Regions from separate parts of the Sus scrofa genome. Here all the other regions are linked to region 2. A link is a contact called in public Hi-C and promoter capture Hi-C data. All regions are on one chromosome and are shown on one strand. Each heading gives the region's core, a stretch centred on a gene start, on an enhancer-like site or on the middle of the called end of the contact. The rest is flanking DNA. Distances are from core to core; before and after follow the strand shown. Region 1 holds the start of PPTC7 (protein phosphatase PTC7 homolog). Region 2 holds the start of PPP1CC (protein phosphatase 1 catalytic subunit gamma). Region 3 holds the start of RAD9B (cell cycle checkpoint control protein RAD9B). Region 4 holds the start of GPN3 (GPN-loop GTPase 3).

What was found. Promoter capture Hi-C pulls out the DNA fragments that hold promoters and counts their contacts. A called contact is a pair of places that touch in the nucleus more often than the background predicts.
Region 1: a contact with region 2 is called in a Hi-C map of skeletal muscle, with 4 times the contacts expected there. The contact joins the promoter of PPTC7 here to the promoter of PPP1CC in region 2. A contact is called at or near these places in 1 of 5 promoter capture datasets (liver), 2 of 47 Hi-C or Micro-C datasets (heart right ventricle and skeletal muscle) and 2 of 2 datasets of contacts at active chromatin or transcription factors (alveolar macrophages and skeletal muscle).
Region 3: a promoter capture Hi-C map of liver shows a contact between it and region 2, with 4 times the contacts expected there. The contact joins the promoter of RAD9B here to the promoter of PPP1CC in region 2. A contact is called at or near these places in 2 of 5 promoter capture datasets (fetal liver and liver), 4 of 47 Hi-C or Micro-C datasets (embryonic fibroblasts, heart right ventricle, psoas muscle and 1 more) and 1 of 2 datasets of contacts at active chromatin or transcription factors (alveolar macrophages).
Region 4: a contact with region 2 is called in a promoter capture Hi-C map of liver, with 3 times the contacts expected there. The contact joins the promoter of GPN3 here to the promoter of PPP1CC in region 2. A contact is called at or near these places in 1 of 5 promoter capture datasets (liver), 1 of 47 Hi-C or Micro-C datasets (embryonic fibroblasts) and 1 of 2 datasets of contacts at active chromatin or transcription factors (alveolar macrophages).

The regions. Positions count from the first base shown.
Region 1 is chr14:31,945,016-31,949,398 of Sscrofa11.1, reverse strand. It overlaps PPTC7 (protein phosphatase PTC7 homolog), which reads left to right and starts at 2,844. Exons shown (of 6, transcript XM_003132884.4): 1 at 2,844-3,362. The coding sequence starts at 3,131.
Region 2 is chr14:32,089,660-32,094,237 of Sscrofa11.1, reverse strand. It overlaps PPP1CC (protein phosphatase 1 catalytic subunit gamma), which reads left to right and starts at 2,971. Exons shown (of 7, transcript NM_001044560.1): 1 at 2,971-3,025. The coding sequence starts at 2,971.
Region 3 is chr14:31,867,817-31,872,093 of Sscrofa11.1, reverse strand. RAD9B (cell cycle checkpoint control protein RAD9B) reads right to left here and starts at 2,524. Exons shown (of 11, transcript XM_013982863.2): 1 at 2,409-2,524. VPS29 (vacuolar protein sorting-associated protein 29) reads left to right here and starts at 2,480. Exons shown (of 4, transcript XM_003483426.4): 1 at 2,480-2,582. The coding sequence starts at 2,580.
Region 4 is chr14:31,847,101-31,851,855 of Sscrofa11.1, reverse strand. It overlaps GPN3 (GPN-loop GTPase 3), which reads left to right and starts at 2,297. Exons shown (of 8, transcript NM_001243708.1): 1 at 2,297-2,407; 2 at 4,708-4,755. The coding sequence starts at 2,360. FAM216A (family with sequence similarity 216 member A) reads right to left here and starts at 1,821. Exons shown (of 7, transcript NM_001244441.1): 1 at 1,524-1,821. The coding sequence starts at 1,615.

The DNA of each region.
Region 1 (4,383 bases), core at 1,595-4,094, 140 kb after region 2:
CTCAGTGGTTAACGAATCCAACTAGGAACCATGAGGTTGCAGGTTCGATCCCTGGCCTTGGTCAGTGGGTTAAAGATCCAGCATTGCCATGAGCTGTGGTGTAGGTTGCAGACGCGGCTCGGATCCCGCGTTGCTGTGGCTCTGGCGTAGGCTGGCGGCTACAGCTCCCATTCAACCCCTAGCCTGAGAACCTCCACATGCTGCGGGAATGGCCCTAGAAAAGGCAAAAAAACAAAGACAAAGGGAAAAAAAAAAAAAAAAGAATCTGACTGCAGCAGCTGGGGGTGCTGAAAAGTTATGGGTTCGATCCCCAGCCTGCACAGTGGATTAAAAGGATCCAGTGTTACCACAGCTGTGGCATAGGTCACAGCTATGGCTCAGATTCAATCCCTGGCCCAGGAACTTTTATGCCATGGGTGCGGCCATACATTTAAAAAAAAAAAAAAGATAAAAAGGGGAGTTCCTGTCGTGGCGCAGCAGAAATGAATCTGACTAGGAACCATGAGGTTACAGGTTCGATCCCTGGCCTTGCTCAGTGGGTTAAGGATCCAGTGTTTCTGTGAGCTGTGGTGTAGGTTGCAAACGCGGTTCAGATCTGGCGTTGCTGTGGCTGTAGCATAGGCTGGCAGCTACGGCTCTGATTAGACCCCTAGCCTGGGAACCTCCATATGTCGTGGGTATGGCCCTAAAAAGACAAAAAGACAAAAAAAGATAAAAAGGTATAAAAGAGAATCATTTAAAGCATGAGATGGGAATCTCCAGAGCAGCTCTAGTTCTGTCAAAAGTGAACTGGAAAAGGACCAAATTTTGGCTCTGGATAATATATATTTAAATTTCAATAAAACTGAAAATTATTCCAAATTTGATCACTTGCCTCATATCTCAGTTTTTTTTTTTTTTTTTTTTGTCTTTTTGCTATTTCTTGGGCTGCTTCCGCAGCATATGGAAGTTCCCAGGCTAGGGGTCGAGTAGAAGCTGTAGCTGCCTGCCTACGCCAGAGCCACAGCAACACGGGATCTGAGCCGGGTCTGCAACCTACACCACAGCTCACGGCAACGCCGGATCATTAACCCACTGAGCAAGGGCAGGGACCGAACCCGAAACCTCATGGTTCCTAGTCGGATTCGTTAACCACTGCGCCACGACAGGAACTCCTCAGTTTTCTTTTATTTGTGAATCCATTTGTTCAATCATTCCTCTATGCAACAGAAACTATTTTTTTTTGTCTTTTTTTTTTTTAGGGCCGCACCAGTGGCATATGGGGGCTCCCAGGCCAGGGGTCGAATATCAGAGCTGTAGCTGCCGGCCTACACCAGAGCCACAGCAATGCCAGATCCTTAACCCACTGAGCGAGGCCAGGGACCAAACCCAAGTCCTCCTGGATGCTAGTCGGGTTCGTTAACCACTGAGCCACGACAGGAACTCCAAAAAAAATACTATTTTTTTATATTTATGATTCCTATTCAATTTTCCCTTCTTTTATTCAACATTTATAAATCACATTAGTTGGAATACTATAATGGCATGTGATCCTCGCCTTTGGGGAGTTTAGGATCTAATGCAATATCCACTCATTCTTTCATTTATTTACTAAAGTGTTCACTATGTGCCCCTATGTTCTGTTCTGGGGAAACAGTAAGAAAGAGGATAGGACCCTCAGGTAATGGAATTACATTCTAGTGAGTGGAAGGAAGAGCAAAAGCAAAAGCCCTGAGGCAGCTGTGAGCATGACTAGAGCCTGGTTAGTGAAGGGAGCACAGCACCAAATGGGGTGGAGAGGTATGCAGGTGCTAGATTATGTACAGTCCCATCAGCACGGTGTGTAATTTTAATGTACATTCATACACACATACAAACATATTACACATATTTAGTGAGCTAATCTTCCCTTTAGATTACAAACTCCTCAATAAATTTAGTTATTATTCAACCTAAATAATTTCAGAAGAAGTTTCCTTATTCAAAATCTGGGGAAGGCTACTGTGATGTCTTTGTTAGGGGCTGGCTGAGAGCTTTTTAAAAAGAAGTAGAGGAGCTGCCTTTCTTCCTTTTGATGAGAAGAGGTGGCAGTTGTGGGAGGAGAGAGGCAGGACAATTTCCTCTCAAGCCTTTGGTATTGCATGACCTCTCTGAGTACCCAAGTCAGTGGTGGGAAAAGACTTCCTTAGTCAGGTGGACCCCTGAGAAAATTAAGATTCGGGGCAAAGAAATTTGGGACCTGTAATTTTTTTATTCTCTATTTGGGGGACATTTATGACATGTTTGCAGTGGCCATACCTGTATCTCCTCCCTAAATCTTCACCCCCACCCCACAGTCTAACAGGAACATAAAACATTTTCTCGAATTTTCCTAAACATAATGCAAAATGGCTCTTCTTTCCCAACAGATTGCCGCCCCTAAATCTTTCCAATGTATAAATTCTGGAGGTGTCGCTAGATTTGTGTACTTCAGTTTCTTAATACTACAGAACAATAACATGTGACCTGATAGTTTTTCGGGTTTTTCTTTAAAGGAATAGTGGTTCTATTTAAAACAATAGTCTTTAAAATATGGGGTGAAGTTTTTCAAACAGCCCACCTGTAATTCTCGATACTTTTAACTTGGGTCGCGCGTCTGAGGAATCCTTGAACTCTCGGAGCTAGGCAGGGAAGTAAAAAGCGACTAAACCTTTCGGACTACAACTCCCAGGAGACATTGTTTCCACACACTCTGCGCAAGCTCGACCTCTGTGCCTGCACAGGGCACTGAGCCAAGGAGGCGGGGCTTGGGACTGAGCCGTGCGTTGTGGGCGGGGATAGAGGCGTGGCCATAAAGGGGGCGGTGCTACCGGCGCGGCCCGGAACACGCTAGTGGAGCGGAAGATGGCGGCGGCAGCGGTGGCTGCAGCCGGGACACCAGTTGGGCTGAGGCGGAGGACCCGCCGGTTCTGACCTCGCTCTGGCTTCGGTGCGCGGGGCGGAGCGTGTGCGAGGCCCCGCGCGGCGGGTAGGGGCGGCGGCGGCAACTGCGCGCTGTCCTGAGGAGCGTCCCGGCGGCGGCGGAGCTGCGGCTGAGGAGAGAGCCGGCTCTGGGCCTCCGCGTCCTCCTGCTCCCCCGGCCCCCCGCCTCCTCGGGGGGGCGGCGGCGGCGATGTTCTCGGTCCTCTCGTACGGGCGACTGGTGGCCCGCGCCGTGCTCGGCGGCCTCTCGCAGACCGATCCCAGGGCCGGCGGCGGCAGTGGCAGTGGCGGCGGCGATTACGGGCTGGTGACGGCCGGCTGCGGCTTCGGCAAGGACTTCCGTAAGGGCCTCCTCAAGAAGGGCGCGTGCTATGGGGACGATGCGTGCTTCGTAGCCCGGCACCGTTCTGCAGATGTGCTCGGTGAGTGCCCGACCTGAGTACCCCCGCCCCAGCCCCGGATCCGCCTCCTGGGGACTCCCCTGCTCGGGGCTTTCCCGGCTCCTCCGGGCAGTAAGAGGAGCCCGAGAGCCAGTAGTAGCTCATTTGTACGGAGCGCTTACTATGTGCCAGGCGCCGTGCCAAGCGCTCCAAGGTGTGTTTTCCGCTTGAACAACCCCCATTTTTGAGACGAGGAAACTGAGCCGCAGAGCGGACGAGCCGCTTGCTCAAGGTCACACAGCTTGAGAATGTGACCAGTTTGTCCGAGTCCGTAACAGCACTGTTAGTCACTTGGCAATGCCAGCCCCAGACGACCTCGTCCCCTCCCTCGGCGACACCTGCAGGCTCCGAACCTGGCTCTAGTTCCCTCCCCCCTCCCTCCTTGCTCTGCGTGCCCCGGGGATCCCTGCTTCTTGGCGCACCTGACGCCACAGACCGGCCACAGGCAGCGGGATCCCGAGCAGGCTGACTGTCGTGAGCCCCAGACAGCCCAGCCGCATTCCTGCGTCGCCTCGATCGAGATCAGATCTACATCCTTGTCCGAGACTCGAGACTCGCAGTGGAGGCCTCTGGCCTGGTGAAAAATCACTCGCAGTGCATTCTTCCAAACTGATCTTGTCCCGTTAAGGTCACTTGAGGTGGAGGAGAGTCTCCTTGACCCAAAATAGAATTGTCAAACCAGAAAGCCTTGAGAATTGGGTTAAAGCAGGTTACAGGTGCTTCCGACGGCCTATTCCAGTTACATCTTAGGGGGTGGGAGCCTACGGTTGAGCCTGCAGCAATGGCTAAATACAGTTAAGCAGGCAGAAACTTTACGGTCATATATATCTTTGGAGACAATGTATAGGCCATAGAATCCTATGCCTTTAAAACTCTTTTAATAAAGCATTTCTTTTGAAATTGAAGGACATACTGTCATTGTACTTAGGTTCAGATGTCACTTTGGTTTCACTTTTCAGGTGAGCTTGAGCTTTTTCATTACTTTGACTTTCATTTGCTGAGG
Region 2 (4,578 bases), core at 1,722-4,221:
TTGGTCCCTTCTCTGGAGTTCCCATTGTGGCTTAGTGGGTTAAGAACCTGACTAGTATCCATGAGGATTTGGCTTCAATCCCTAGCCTCGCTCAGTGGGTTAAGGATTTGGTGTTGCTGCAGGTTGTGGTGTAGGACACAGATACGGTTCAGATTCCATGTTGCTGTGGCTGTGGCGTAGGCCGTCAGCTGCAGTTCCGATTTAACCCCTAGCCTGGGAACTTCCATATGCCATGGGTGCGGTCATTAAAAAAAAAATTTCTTTCCCGCACTTTACAGATAGGCAAACTAGAGAGAAGTGACACTCCACCTATTGGAACAGGGGCCTTTCCAGCAAATGTCTGCTGGTCCTTAGTATTGATAATGGCAGAAAAAAAGCCAGGTGAGGGTCCATTCTTTCCTCCCGGAGCTGGTTGCTGTTCTCTGGGAGTCGTTCAGCCCTACCCTTTGAGCTCATGCCACTCTCAAGCTTGGAACCAGCTAATTCTCTCAGACATGTCCCAGCATGGCCTCTGGAGTGGAGTTGCCCAGCAGAGAATGGCGTTTGGACAGAGGCCCTGCCCATGTCCCAGTCCAGTCTGAAGTCCTCTCCAGCCTTGATGATGTCAGCAAATGTTAACACACCTCCTACTTTGTGTATGGAAGACTATGACACTCTTATTGTACATAGAGACATGTTTAGAGCATTGCATTACATCCCACATTTGTTATGTGCCTACTGCGTGCCTGAGTTGTTCAGGGTACTGGGTAATCACAGTAGGAATTTATTAAATGTGAATAAGGGCTTTGATTTCTTGACTGTCCTGAGTTCCAACCCTGGCTCTATAACTTACTAGCTGTGTGACCTTCAGCAAGTAACCTAGCCTCTCTGCTGTGTCTCACTTACTTCATCTGTAAAACGGGTGTGATAGGAATAGTACATGATTCCTAAGAGTGTATTGGGAATTCAATGAGATAGTTTTTGGCACATACAAAGAAAATGAGTGCAGTGTTTGTTCGCCTCCCCCCACCCCCAAGCACTTATCAGAAGCTGATATTTTTATTTGAGTCCTTGTTCATTGTCTGTCTGGCTTACTAGATGACTCTCCATGAGAGAAGGGCCTTGTTTTTCTTGCTCACCCCTGCATCTCCACCTAGAACAATGCCTGGCACAGAGTAGGTGCTCCATAAATATTTGTCTGCTGAATGAATCGCTGTCTTTCATACTCCTGAGCTAATTAATTGCCCTTGTGATGATGCACCTTGGAGGAGCCCAAAGTCTTGTGGACTCCTGGGAGAGCCACCCTGACCTTGACAGCCAGTTGTTCACAACAGGCACCGGGTATCAACTCTGAATGTCACCACCTGGGCTCTGTGCCCCGGGATGACAAATGACACCTGTATATCTTCTGGTAAACAGAGCTACAGCATTAGAGTGAGTTGGTGACTGGGGAAAGTGGAGTGAGCAGCTAAGTCAGGCAGAGGGAGCTGTGAAACTCAAAGCCCCAATGCCAGCAGCAGAGAGGCCACAGGTCCACGTGCAAGGAGCCTGGGCCACACCATCGCTTGAGCCCCGACGGTTGGGTTAGGGTAGGGTGGGGCACAATGATTCTGAGATTGGATGTCCCAGGGGCGCAGTCACCTCGATGGGAATTCACGCATCCTGCGTGTCTTGAGAAACAAAATTAATTTCTTGGGGGTTGGGAGTGAAAGGGCTTTGCAAACTGTGAAGCGTTGTATGAAAAAGCAGTTAAAGAAAAGGACAGGACCCAAGAGAGCAGATGTGTAGGCAAGCGCTTTCAAACCTAGCTAGAGGCGACAGGCACCCCCCGGCGGGGAGGCGGGGAGGCGGGGGGCGGGAGGGGGGGGCTGGAGAGCGATGCCCTTGGGGAGACTGGGAAGCCGAAGGAAAAGGGCCAAAGTTTCCCGGGGTATCTGCAGAAATCAGGACCCGCCCGCAAACACTTGCTCTCTTCTGGCCAAGAGCTCGGACGCGCGAAATCTGCAAATTCTCCCTTTATTTGAAGGTGAACGCTCGCTCACCTTCGTTCTGCCTAGAATCAGGGTAACCGTTCCGATGATTATATAACTTCCCGAATTCTAGAAAGATAATCCAAAGATAGGGATGATTAATTTTTTCAAGATTTTTTAAAAAAATTCCCCCAAAGTTTGAGAGCGCCCCCAAAAAAACTGTACATATAAATACCTGTAAATACAGGTGGAAATCCACCACTCAAAATGAGTAACTGTTAACATTTTTATTTATCTGAGAGACGACTTTTTTTCCTAGTTATCAAGCCTTCCCCTTACCCCCAAATCCCAGCAAATCTGACTCCAAAAAAAGTCACCCTACTTCTCTTTATTATTCTCCCTCTTCACCTCTACCCCAGATTTATGTTTAGGGGAAATTCCAGCACCCCCGGATTCCCTCCATGGGCTTTCACATGGCCAGGTCCGCAAACATCTGGCCCCAATGAACAGCGTCCTGCGGAGGCCGAATCTTTGGGCGCACAACTGCAGCTTCACCCCAGGCCACAACTCCCGCGTGCGACTTTGCAACTCACGCTCCCGCCACAGGACCTATTTGCTCAGCCCGTTTGGCGGAAGGATTCCGCGCGCGAACGCGGTTGTGCTCAACTGTCTCCTCCCCCTTCCCGCGCTCTGGCCCCGCCTCCTTCCCGAGCCCTGATCCCGCCCCCTCCCGCGTGCCCTGTGGCCCATAAAGAAGTCCCGGCCGGGCCGCTGCACTCCCCCGCGCGCATTCGTGCGCCGCCCGAGGCTGGCTAAGGAGTCGGCGGCCATTTTGTTCTTCTCGTGGTTCCAGTAGGGAGAGAGGAGGAAGCAGGGAGCGGGGCGGTTGGGGGGGACCCGCCGCGGCTTCTGCCACCGCCGCCACCACCATTTCTGTGCTCGTGGCGTGGGAAAGGAGGCGTGAATCCCGGGCGCGAGCCGGTGGCGGCGCCGCTACGGGAGGGTCGGCGGTGGGAAGGCGATGGCGGATATAGATAAACTCAACATCGACAGCATCATCCAACGGCTGCTGGAAGGTGAAGGGGGCGGCGGGCGGCTCCGGGAACTCGCGAGGGTGGGGGATTTGGGAGGCCTCTTGGGCTTGCAGCGCCGAGGGGAGTGAGCCCCACGAGTTCGCCCCCGAGCCGGGGGCTGCAGCCGGAGGGAGGCCGCCCGTGGTCCCGCTCTTGGCCTAATCCGCGGACCCTCCAGCTCCGCTCATTCATTGCACGAGGGTGCAGCCTTTCTCCTGGCCGTGAAATTTGAAAACTCCGCTCCCCACCCCCACGTTTCCGGTACGTGCCCCCCATGCGCCCCGCAACCCCGGCCAATCTTCGGAGAAGATTGGGGGGCCCCAGTCCATTCTGCAAGAAGAAATGTTCCGAACTTTCTGGTAACTCCTCCTCTCGGAAAGCAATGTGATGGGGCTATGGATCCTCCCGGGCTTGAGGACTAATTTCTTTGCTTCTCATTTTTATTTTTTGTGAGGTTGGGGTCCACTGGCCCGTTTCTTGTTACTTGGTGACGAACGTTCAAATCTCAAGAGGATGTTGAATCCCATCTCCTACTCTTCCCAAACACTTTTTTAAAGTTGTTCTTACCTTGAGGTCTCCGCGCTCTTTTCTGAACGTGCCTCCGAACCGTGCAGCCAGCAGCGGTGACAGTTTCGTTAGAATCTTTCCAGTGTGCCATTCTCTGTGTTAAGCGCTTTGCGTTCATCTGATAAATACAATCTTAGTATTAGCCAGTGTTTACTATGTGTCGGGCATTTTTGGAGCACTTTACACAGATTTCTTGTAATTCTCCCAACAGTCTTATGAGATAGGTGCTCTTTTTTTCCTATTTTTTTTTAGAGGAAACTAAGAGAAGTCACTTTACCAAGGTCACACGGTGACAGGTTTAAAACCCAGACATCCAGGAGCAAGAATTCATTCAAGTCAGCCTGTGTGTGAAGGAAGGAGGTGTCCAGTGGTTAAGCAGAGGTTAAAATAAATCTTTAATATTGGGTGACCTAAGACTCGTGAGGTGTCTGACAGTTGATTCATATTGATATGGGTGACAGATGAAGTAGGGATTTTAAGGAGGGACGCTGAAGTGAAATCATTCCCCACTACCCCCAAATTCCAGAGCCCACCTATTAATACTGATGTCTAATTCCAAACTTTGAAAGAATTCAAATCTTTCCTGATTCGGGTTCTTGATAATGTAGGTTTGGCCGAGTTTTTAACTGGTTTTTGCCTTTGTGCAGTTCTAAAATACTGCTGTAAATGTTGTGGGAGATGGAGTCGAGAGCATGAACAGTTGGTCAGCTCTGATGTTAGAGTTTGCAGATCTTTTAAGTCATTAGAATGAAACTCCTGAAAATATCTTAATCTGTGTGGGGTGTTTTCCTTTTCTAGTTTCTCAAAAGAAGAACCCATTAAATAGACCCCTAAAATGCTTCTGCCATTTGTGGGTGAAAACCCTATTTACTCAGTACTTGGCATTTATTATAAGAACAACACTTTTAATATTAATATTAAATATTAATAGAGTTCTTTGATTTATGTGAGCAGCAGTGGGTCAGAAAGATTAAAGCAGTTGGCACTAA
Region 3 (4,277 bases), core at 1,275-3,774, 220 kb after region 2:
ACAAATTGCTTTAAGAAATGTAGAGTTCCCTGGTGTCACAGTAGGTTTAGGATCCAGTGTTGTCGCTGCTATGGCGGTGGTTCAGTCTGGTGCCCAGGAACTTTCACATGCCGCAGGTGCAGGAAAAAAAAAAAAAAAGAAAAGAAAAGGAATACCTTAGAATATCCTTGGCAAAATGCCAGACAGAAAATGCTCAATAAACTTGGAGAATTATGTGTGAAATTATAAAATACAACAAAACCCTTCATATCTGTATGCTTGCAGTGTTGCATGGAACTACTATGGGAACTACTTTGGAGAGCCAATCTAGGGGTCGAATCGGAGCTGGAGCTGCCAGCCTACGCCAGAGCCATAGCAACGCTGGATCTGAGCCACATCTGCGACCTACACCACAGCTCACGGCAACGCCAGATCCTTAACCCACTGAGCAAGGGCAGGGATCGAACCTGCAACCTCATGGTTCCTAGTCGGATTTGTTAACCCCTGCGCCACGATGGGAACTCCCATACTAATGTAGTTTTAAACTTGATTTAAATAAACTTATACTCCCCAAAAGTGTGAAAATATAGCACAAAGAAGATGGTTTGGAGGGTTTTACTAACTTCACGGGTATTTGGCCAAGTCAAAACAGGCCATGAGAGATAAATTAGAGGCATTTAAGACATATTTCTGATGTCTGAGCATGGAAAATTCCAGATCTTCCCACCAAACATAGTTAAAGAGGTCCTGTCAGAAAGAGAACCTAGGGTGGGATGAAATATTGGTCTAATCAGGTATAACACTGTTAGTATTCTTATAAATTATAAATAAATTAAAAAATGTGGCAAACAGATATAGGATACATTGCTGCAATAAAAACAGATGGCCATATCAATCCATGAAAAAGTAGAAAAAAGGACAAATACTTCCAGAACATAAAATCAGATTATAATGCTTAAGAATCAGAAAGGTCTTAGTCAAGGATACAGGCCTCAAACTGAGAAAAACAGGATGACCATTAAAAAAAAAAAAAAAAAAAAAAAAAGGCGTTTGTCCCTTTCATCACTTTACATTCACCACTTATTCCTGCAGCTGCCTAATGAAGACCTTTTTTTCACTCAGTGAATATTTACTGAGCACCCAGTATGCTCCAAGTATGCAACCATGGCAATGGGCATATAGCAATAAACAAGACAGGTAGTTTCTGCCTTCTTAGTTCTTATAGTCCAGGAGGAAAAACAAAACTAAACACCATACAAATAATTACTTATTGAGAACTGAGATACACACTGCAATAGGGAACTTTCTAGAACTCTAAGAACATGCAACAGTGGAAGGCTTGTGCTTCCCTCTCCCATTAATTAATATGGTTCCATAGATGTCCTCAACACAGATGAAGTCAGCCACAGTACAAGATGCCTTTCAATGATCATTTTCAGGTTACTATCTGTAGGAGACCATTACTTTCCTAGAGACCTTCTAGAGTAACTTGTTTAAAGTACCATCTATAATAAACAATAGTTCCTGTACATTCCCATTTATTACTGAGTTTTTTACATGCATTTCATTCCTACAGCAAACTTATAAAGAAGATGCTGTTATTTCTTATTTTACAGATGAGGAAACTGTGCACTGAGATGATTCAGTGGCTTGTTCCAGGTCATACATTAAAAAAATCATAGGAGTTCCCATCCTGGCTCAGCGAAAACAAATCTGACTAGTATCCATGAGGACCTAGGTTCAATTCCTGGCCTCGCTCAGTGGGTTAAGGATCCAGGGTTCCTATGGCTGTGGTGTAGGACGGCAGCTGGAGCTCCCATTTGACACCTATCCTGGGAGCTTCCATATGTTGCACGTGCGGCCCTAAAAAGACCAAAAAAAAAAAGTAGAATCTGGAGTAGAAATCAGGTTTATGCTTTCGTCGTGGCACTAAAATATTTTAACTGCCCAAGCATTATTTTTCCCAACTTCCCACAAAGTCCTTATCATCTCGAGTTTGAGGCTTGCCATTCCAATATCTGTCCTGATGACCACAACTTCACTTCAAGGATACCTATGGCTATAAATATTATGCATAAATAAAAGCGGATGGGCCTACAGTCTTCCCTCAGAAGCTAACGGGACCCTGGGAGGATGCGTGCTGGCTGTGGCCAGGCCTCGTGTCCTCAGCCCTTAGGCATAAAGTCCAAGGATAAGAAATGAAACGATGGTGTAAACATCCCCATGACCACAGGCTCTTTTCTACACAGGAAGGCAAGAAAGGCCTTCCCACCTTTCACCTGACTGCCGCTCAGCCCACACTTCAGCATGTCTGCACGCTCTGAAGAGTCAGGACGCACTGTGCGCCTCAGCTCGAGGGCCCCAGGTGCCCGTATGTTGACCGCGCGCTTTCCGAAACTTCGCGATCTCGCCCTCGCTCCAGTATTTACCTAAGAACAACTTCGCTTTACGGTGGGGAAGGGCCTGTGCGAGCCTCCGTAGGGCAGTCTCTTGCCGACCTCTTTTTTCATTGGTTGTGAGCGAGGTGGGCGGGTCCCTGAGGAGTCCGAGGAAGAGAGGGCGGCGGCGGTTGTGGTGACTGAGCGGAGCCCAGTGACAGGATGGTGAGGATGGCAGCTGGCGCGACCGGGGGCTGGCTCTCGGTTGGGGCGCTGCGTCGTTAGGACCGCTCGGAGTCTGTGGGCGAGGGCTTGGGCGATCCGGGAGGCCATGGCGGGCGCGTCCGGGGCCGGGCCTGGGGAAAGTCAAAGGAGGAGGGAGAGCGGCCACCTCTGGGTGCGGCCAGCCCTGGCCTCGCACCCTAGCCCTAGGGGCCGGAGGACGTCCAAGGGGGAAAAGGGCCCCCCTCAGCTGCTACTCTGTCACGAGACTCACACGCGGGAGCCGGGAGAGGCCTTTGGGCCTGTGCCTGAGCGTCCCCGAGAAAGGAGCGCGGATTACCCCTTCCGTTTCCAGACGTTTCCTTGCTCCTTTCCCGCAAAAAGCACCTCCCGCGGATTGGCGTGTACCGGTTACCACCCCCATGTGGCGAAGGCTGGCTTCGCGGATATAAAACGGGAAGAAGCGAGCAGAATGCCATGTCCATTTTAGTTTGGCTTCCAGGGAAAAGGAATAAAAATTACCTCCTTCGCCCCTGAAAAAACTTGCACCTGCCATTGAAATGTGACAGTGTGCCCTCAAAGAACTGGATTTGGCTTTTAGAGTTGCTGGGACTACTTGTTTTCTTAGAATGTTGTGACCCTAAATTAAGAGGAGGATTCCTTAATGGTTTTCGAATTCCTTGAAATGGTTTGGGGAATTTTGTAAGTACATACGTTTTTGTGGTTAAAGGCCCATTGTTAGCTGCACAGAGAAGTTTGAGAAGCTTTACCTCATTCATCCATCCATCCATCCATTCCCCCAGCCTGCTCCAAGGCCAGCCCGTCACGTCCTCATCCCCAATAGATCGCTACCCCTACTCAGAAACATCTGTTGGAGAGGGCTAATAGCTGCTATCAGACTTTCAAAGTGCCCTTAACCTCCCTGAAAATTTAAGAACAATTTCAAAAGGCGTTGTAATGATCGTGGTATTTGTGTTGATTAAAAAGGACTTCTCTTTCTAATGAACATCCATTGCATTTTTAAGATTATGATTCCACGACAAACAGCCTTTAACGTGGCTGAGGCTTTTAGACATCACAACCAAAGATTTATATATGTTAAAGACTTTAATCCCACTTTTGATTTTTGCTTCCAAACAGACTCCAAATTAGAGTAGTCTAGTTTACAGTAATTTTGAAGCAGTTGTTCCTGAGAGAAGACGAAATTTCTTGACATGATTTACATATTCGTGTTTCTGAAGTTTTTTTTGAAAGACGAACAGATTTTCAGGGTAGTTGTCCTGGAACATCACGTTTCATGTGAAATAGAACTGGGCAGAATTTAGCGTTAGTCAATTCTTTTATGATTAAAAGCACTTTATTTGGCAAAGGAGATTAGAAATGTTCAATACTCAGTACTATCCAGAGTCTTTGGGCAGCAAATTCAGCTGTGGGAAAAGTCCAATTTTAGCTGGAGGAAGGTGTCTGCTTTTACCACCTAGTACATCATCACTTAATAATGTATTCATAGTGCTGTGTTATTCATAATTCTATACAAAATAATGACCTGCAGTATAATTTTCCAGCTTTTTGAACATAAGAGAATTTAGATCAATTTACTTGAAGAATGATTAGGCCTACAGAATCCAGAAAATGTTAGCTTTTATTTACACTATTGCTGGTGAATTTTCCAAATTGTTTTATAAAATTCTAAACAGA
Region 4 (4,755 bases), core at 1,048-3,547, 240 kb after region 2:
AAAAAAGGACAGTACTGCATATGCTTTTTAGTTTTCATTTTTTCATCAAAAATAATGTCTTGCAATTTTTTTCTTCTAATTCTGGTTATATCCTAATGACTCCAGGCTTTTTCAAAGTGGGTTATCTGAGATTTTCACAATACTATAAAGGATTTACTTTAAGCCAGATTTGGCCTTACTTTTTTTTTTTTTTTTTTTTGTCTTTTTGCCTTTTCTTGAGCCACTCCCGTGGCATATGGAGGTTCCCAGGCTAGGGGTCCAATTGGAGCTGTAGCCACCGGCCTACGTTACAGCCACAGCAACTCAGGATCTGAGCCGAGTCAACCTCATGGTTCCTAGTCAGATTCGTTAACCACTGCACCAGGACGGGCACTCCCATGATATTCTTTACTTTTAATGAAGTAATTCGGGTGTGGAAAGGACTATCTTGTTATTTGTTGTATGTAATTTAAGGTGTACTGGAAGTGATAGGATGGTCTGCAATGTTTCTAATTTTGTACAAGTTCATTTTTTCTATTCTCAAATTAAGACAAAACACTCTCCCTTTCCTCTTCCTGCAACTTATTCAGTGACCAAGAGTTCATTGATCCCCTGATATACTAGGATCCAGAACTTCACCACTTTACCTTGAGAAAAAGAATATATATATATATATATATATGGGTCACTTTGCTGTACAGCAGAAATTGACAGAACATTGTAAATCAAGTATAATAAAAAAATTTAAAAAAGAAAACTTTCACCAAGCACTGTGAAAAATAGAAAAGAAACACATGACCCTATCCCATCTTTAAAATTCGTCAATCCACCAAGTATATTAAGACAGCCATGGGGTGCAACAGGAGCCATGACTGTGGGCTTGAGAGGAATACCGGGCAGCTCTCACTTTTAGGGAATAATGGATGCAAGGGATGAGGAAGTAACTTCAGCAGCTAATTGTCTTCAGCATCCAGGAAATAATAGTAAAAACCTCCTCGAAATGAAATGGATTTATGAAGAAAGGAGTTACTGAGTAAACAAAATGTCAAAATCAAGGCGCCTCTAATATTCATAGTCATCTGTCGCAGATTATGAATCCCAGTTTAACATAAAGGTGGCTAATGTCACACACAGGTAAGAGATTTATTGATTTGGAAGCGCTCGTTTGAGCCTCTATTCCCATGGTGCCCCCAGCCAACTCCTTTCTGTAGAAATACTACGGCCAGACGGCCAATTTTCCAGCAGATTTCGTAGCGCCCCCTCGGGGCAGAGAGGCACCCAGGCGATTGCCGCAGTCACTGTGTTTAGACAGTCACTGCACCAACCCTCCTCCTAAGCTTCCCTCAGAAGCCCTTCCCCTAAACTGTGCGTAGGCTTCCATATTTCCCATCTCGGCCATAGCAAAGGTTCTCCTTTCCTCCCACTTCAGGACACTGGGGACCAGTCCTTCAGAGCAACCAGTTCCCACCCCCTCCTCTACATGGGGATCACGAGCAGGGGCTGGTCGCCGTCCTCCCAAACCCCTCAGGGCCCGGCAACCTCACCCGCCGCAGGCACCCTCGGTCCTGGCCACTGCGGAAGGCTCTGCGGAAGCACTGCACTCCGTCCAGTCAGACACTGGACCCTGGCCAGGCATCTCCTCCCAGGTGCCCGGCCCGCGAGCTGCGTGCAGGAGAAGCTTTCCCCTTTCCCCTCCCCTGTCGGCACGCGTGCGTCAGACCCGGCAATATTGGGGATGAAGAGGCGGACGCCAGATTCTAGCCCCCTCCGATGCAATCCGGACAGTGCCCGAATAGCTTCGGGAGAGCGGGGAGGGCAGATCCACGATCCTAGAGTTAAGTTGGGGGAGGGGCGGGTATTCTTCAGTTGACTGCGCGTTTGTACGTTTGCATCTTTCTGTGGAAGGGATGCGTCACGGAAAGGAAATGTACCTTCCCTCTAAAATGAAAGTTGCCCTCCAACCTTAGTATTCCAGACCCTCTGCAAATTTGCAGATCTTCAGGGTCACCATATAGGTCAAACATAAATACGCAAACCCAGGACCAAAGCACCCGGCTTAGGGATGCAGAGGGTTATCAGTTGTCCGTTATCACCAAGGTAACCAGACTTCGCCAGTTTCTAAACCGGAGGTCCGCCAAATACTTCTGCGCATGCGCAAAACCTCCCCGGGCATTTCGCAGAACGCGTTTCACGCGGGATTTGGCCTTCGGGACGCTCCGTAATCAGAGGTGTGGCAAAACAGAAGGCGCAAGAAGAATTCGAATTGCGATTGGTTTGTACGTCTTGTGCCCGGAACTCAGGGGGCGTCGCGCGAAGGCTGAAGGGAGTGTGGTGTTCAGACTTTGTGTGAGTGGCGGCGCCAGGAATCGGGGAAGCCAGCATGCCTCGCTATGCGCAGCTGGTCATGGGCCCCGCTGGCAGCGGAAAGGTGAGGATTTGGCGGGAGAAAAGTCGAGGTTCGTGGAAGGAAGGAAGGAAGGTTGGGTCCAGAGGGAGGAACTGATGGCTGTGTGTGTTGGGGGCCCTGAGACCCTGGGCATCTCGCTTATGTAGCCTGGGCTTCGGTTTCCTTTTTGTTGTTGTTTTGAAAGGGGGTTAATGATATTTGCTAATCTTTATTGCATACTTAAGCCCCAGGTCCTGTGCTAAAAAACATTTCCACAACCGTGTAAGATAAGTGTATTATTCCCGTTTTGCAGGCAAGGAAAATGAGATACAGAAAGGTTAAGTTTTTGCCCAAGATCGCACAGCTAGTAAGTGACGGCGGGAATTTGAATCTATTTTGACTAACCGCAGAATCTGTACCTGTCGTTAACCCAGAAAGCTTAGGCGGGGTCTCGCTAATTACTGTTTCTCAGAGCTTGAGATGTGGACTTCTGGTATTTGAGGCAACTTTAGGAGAAACATGGGCCTGGCATTAATGAACATTGATTGAATCATACATTGAGAAATTTGATTTTCGGTTGTTTGTTAGTTTGCTTTGAGGTGAAATCATCAGTTTGTTGCTAGTACATCTTCAACACTTTTTTCTTTTCCTTTTTTTTTTTTTTTTTTTTTTTTTTTTGTCTTTTTAGGGCCACACCCACGGCATGTGGAGGTTCCCGGGCAAGGGGTCGAATCAGAGCCACAGCCACAGCTACAGCAACACAGAATGTGAGCCGCATCTGCGACCTACATCACAGCACACGGCAACACCAAATTCTTAACCCACTGAGTAAGGTCAGGGATCAAACCTGCACAACGGAACTCCTTGAAAGAGTTTTAAAGTTGTATTTAATTCTGTCATTACCTTCACGTTATGATAAGTGTAACTGATTTTCTGGTTAAAGATAGTTTTTTCTTGTAAATGACTGTTAAGGGAATCCTATTGGGGTTATTCAAATATGGTAGAAATTGTGAAAATATTGATCAAATTACAAGAGGGTGAGAAACACTGGAGTATGTGGAGGTGTCATATGACTTCAGTTTTTAAATTGACAAACAGGAGTTCCTGTAGTGGCTCAGCAGGTTAAGAACCCGACACAGTGTCCGTGAGGATGCAGGTTCAAGTTGCGGAGTGGGTCACATGCGGCTCAGATCTGGTGTTGCTGTGGCTGTGGTACAGGCTGGAACGGCAGCTTCAATTCCACTCCTATCCTGGGAATTTCCATATGCTCTAGGTGTGGCTGTAAAAAGAAGAAGAAGAAAGGAAAGAAGAAAGAAATGCTCAATGGGCATGTTCTTTGTGCCAAGCACTGTTCTGGCCCCTGGGGATTGTGTAGTGACTAAAACATACACCCAAAAAACTGCCCTTGTGGTGTTTATTCAAACACATTATGTCAGAAGTAGTTATCTAGCATATGTTATGTACTAGGTACTGTTGTAGTCTCTGGGCTTATAAAACTGAATGAGACACATCCCTGCCTTCGAGAGGATGGGAGAGACAGACAAGTAGCCTAGAAATCTAATCAGAGCTGTTGACACCAGCCTACGCCAGAGCCACAGCAACTCGGGATCCGAGCCGCGTCTGCAACCTACACCACAGCTCACGGCAACGCCGGAACGTTGACCCACTGAGCAAGGGCAGGGATCGAACCCACAACCTCATGGTTCCTAGTCAGATTCATTAACCACTGCACCACGACAGGAACTCCAGAAATTTTAACATATAACTTGAAGGATAAAGAATTCTTTAAGCCAAAAATTGTCAACTGATAGCCCACCTCCAGGCTATTTATTGGCCTGATGGTCTCCTCTTGGAATGTTCTTCCTCTGCCTTGGCAAGCACTATGCTACTCCTCAGCTCAAATATTCCCTTCTCAGAGTCATTGTCCTTGACCACCCTACCTAATGCTTTGTTTGGACCGTACCAGTCCTAGTGGAGACACTGTGTGTTAGGTACTGCACTGTGTAATCAGAAATCGTCCCTTTAAATTCAGCTTGTTGCACATTAGAGCAGTAAGGAGCCTTAGTGATGACAAAAAAGAAAAAAAAAATCGAGAGATAGAATGGAGAAGCAACTTCCCAGAAGTACTCAAGAGTCCAAGCCAGGTCTGGATCTGCATCACAGTCAGGTGTCCTGATTTGCAGACCGGGGCCTTTTCCTGTTTTTAGTCAGCTCCTTGGTTGATGAATAGTTTTGGCCTTGGTGGACACTGCCCAAAGAGTGTGGAGAGTCCTCCTGGTGGTGTAGCGGGTAAGTGCTACACTGCCTGTTGCTCTAACCCCTCATGCTTTGTGACATTACAGAGCACCTACTGTGCCACCATGGTCCAGCACTGTGAAGCCCTCAATCGG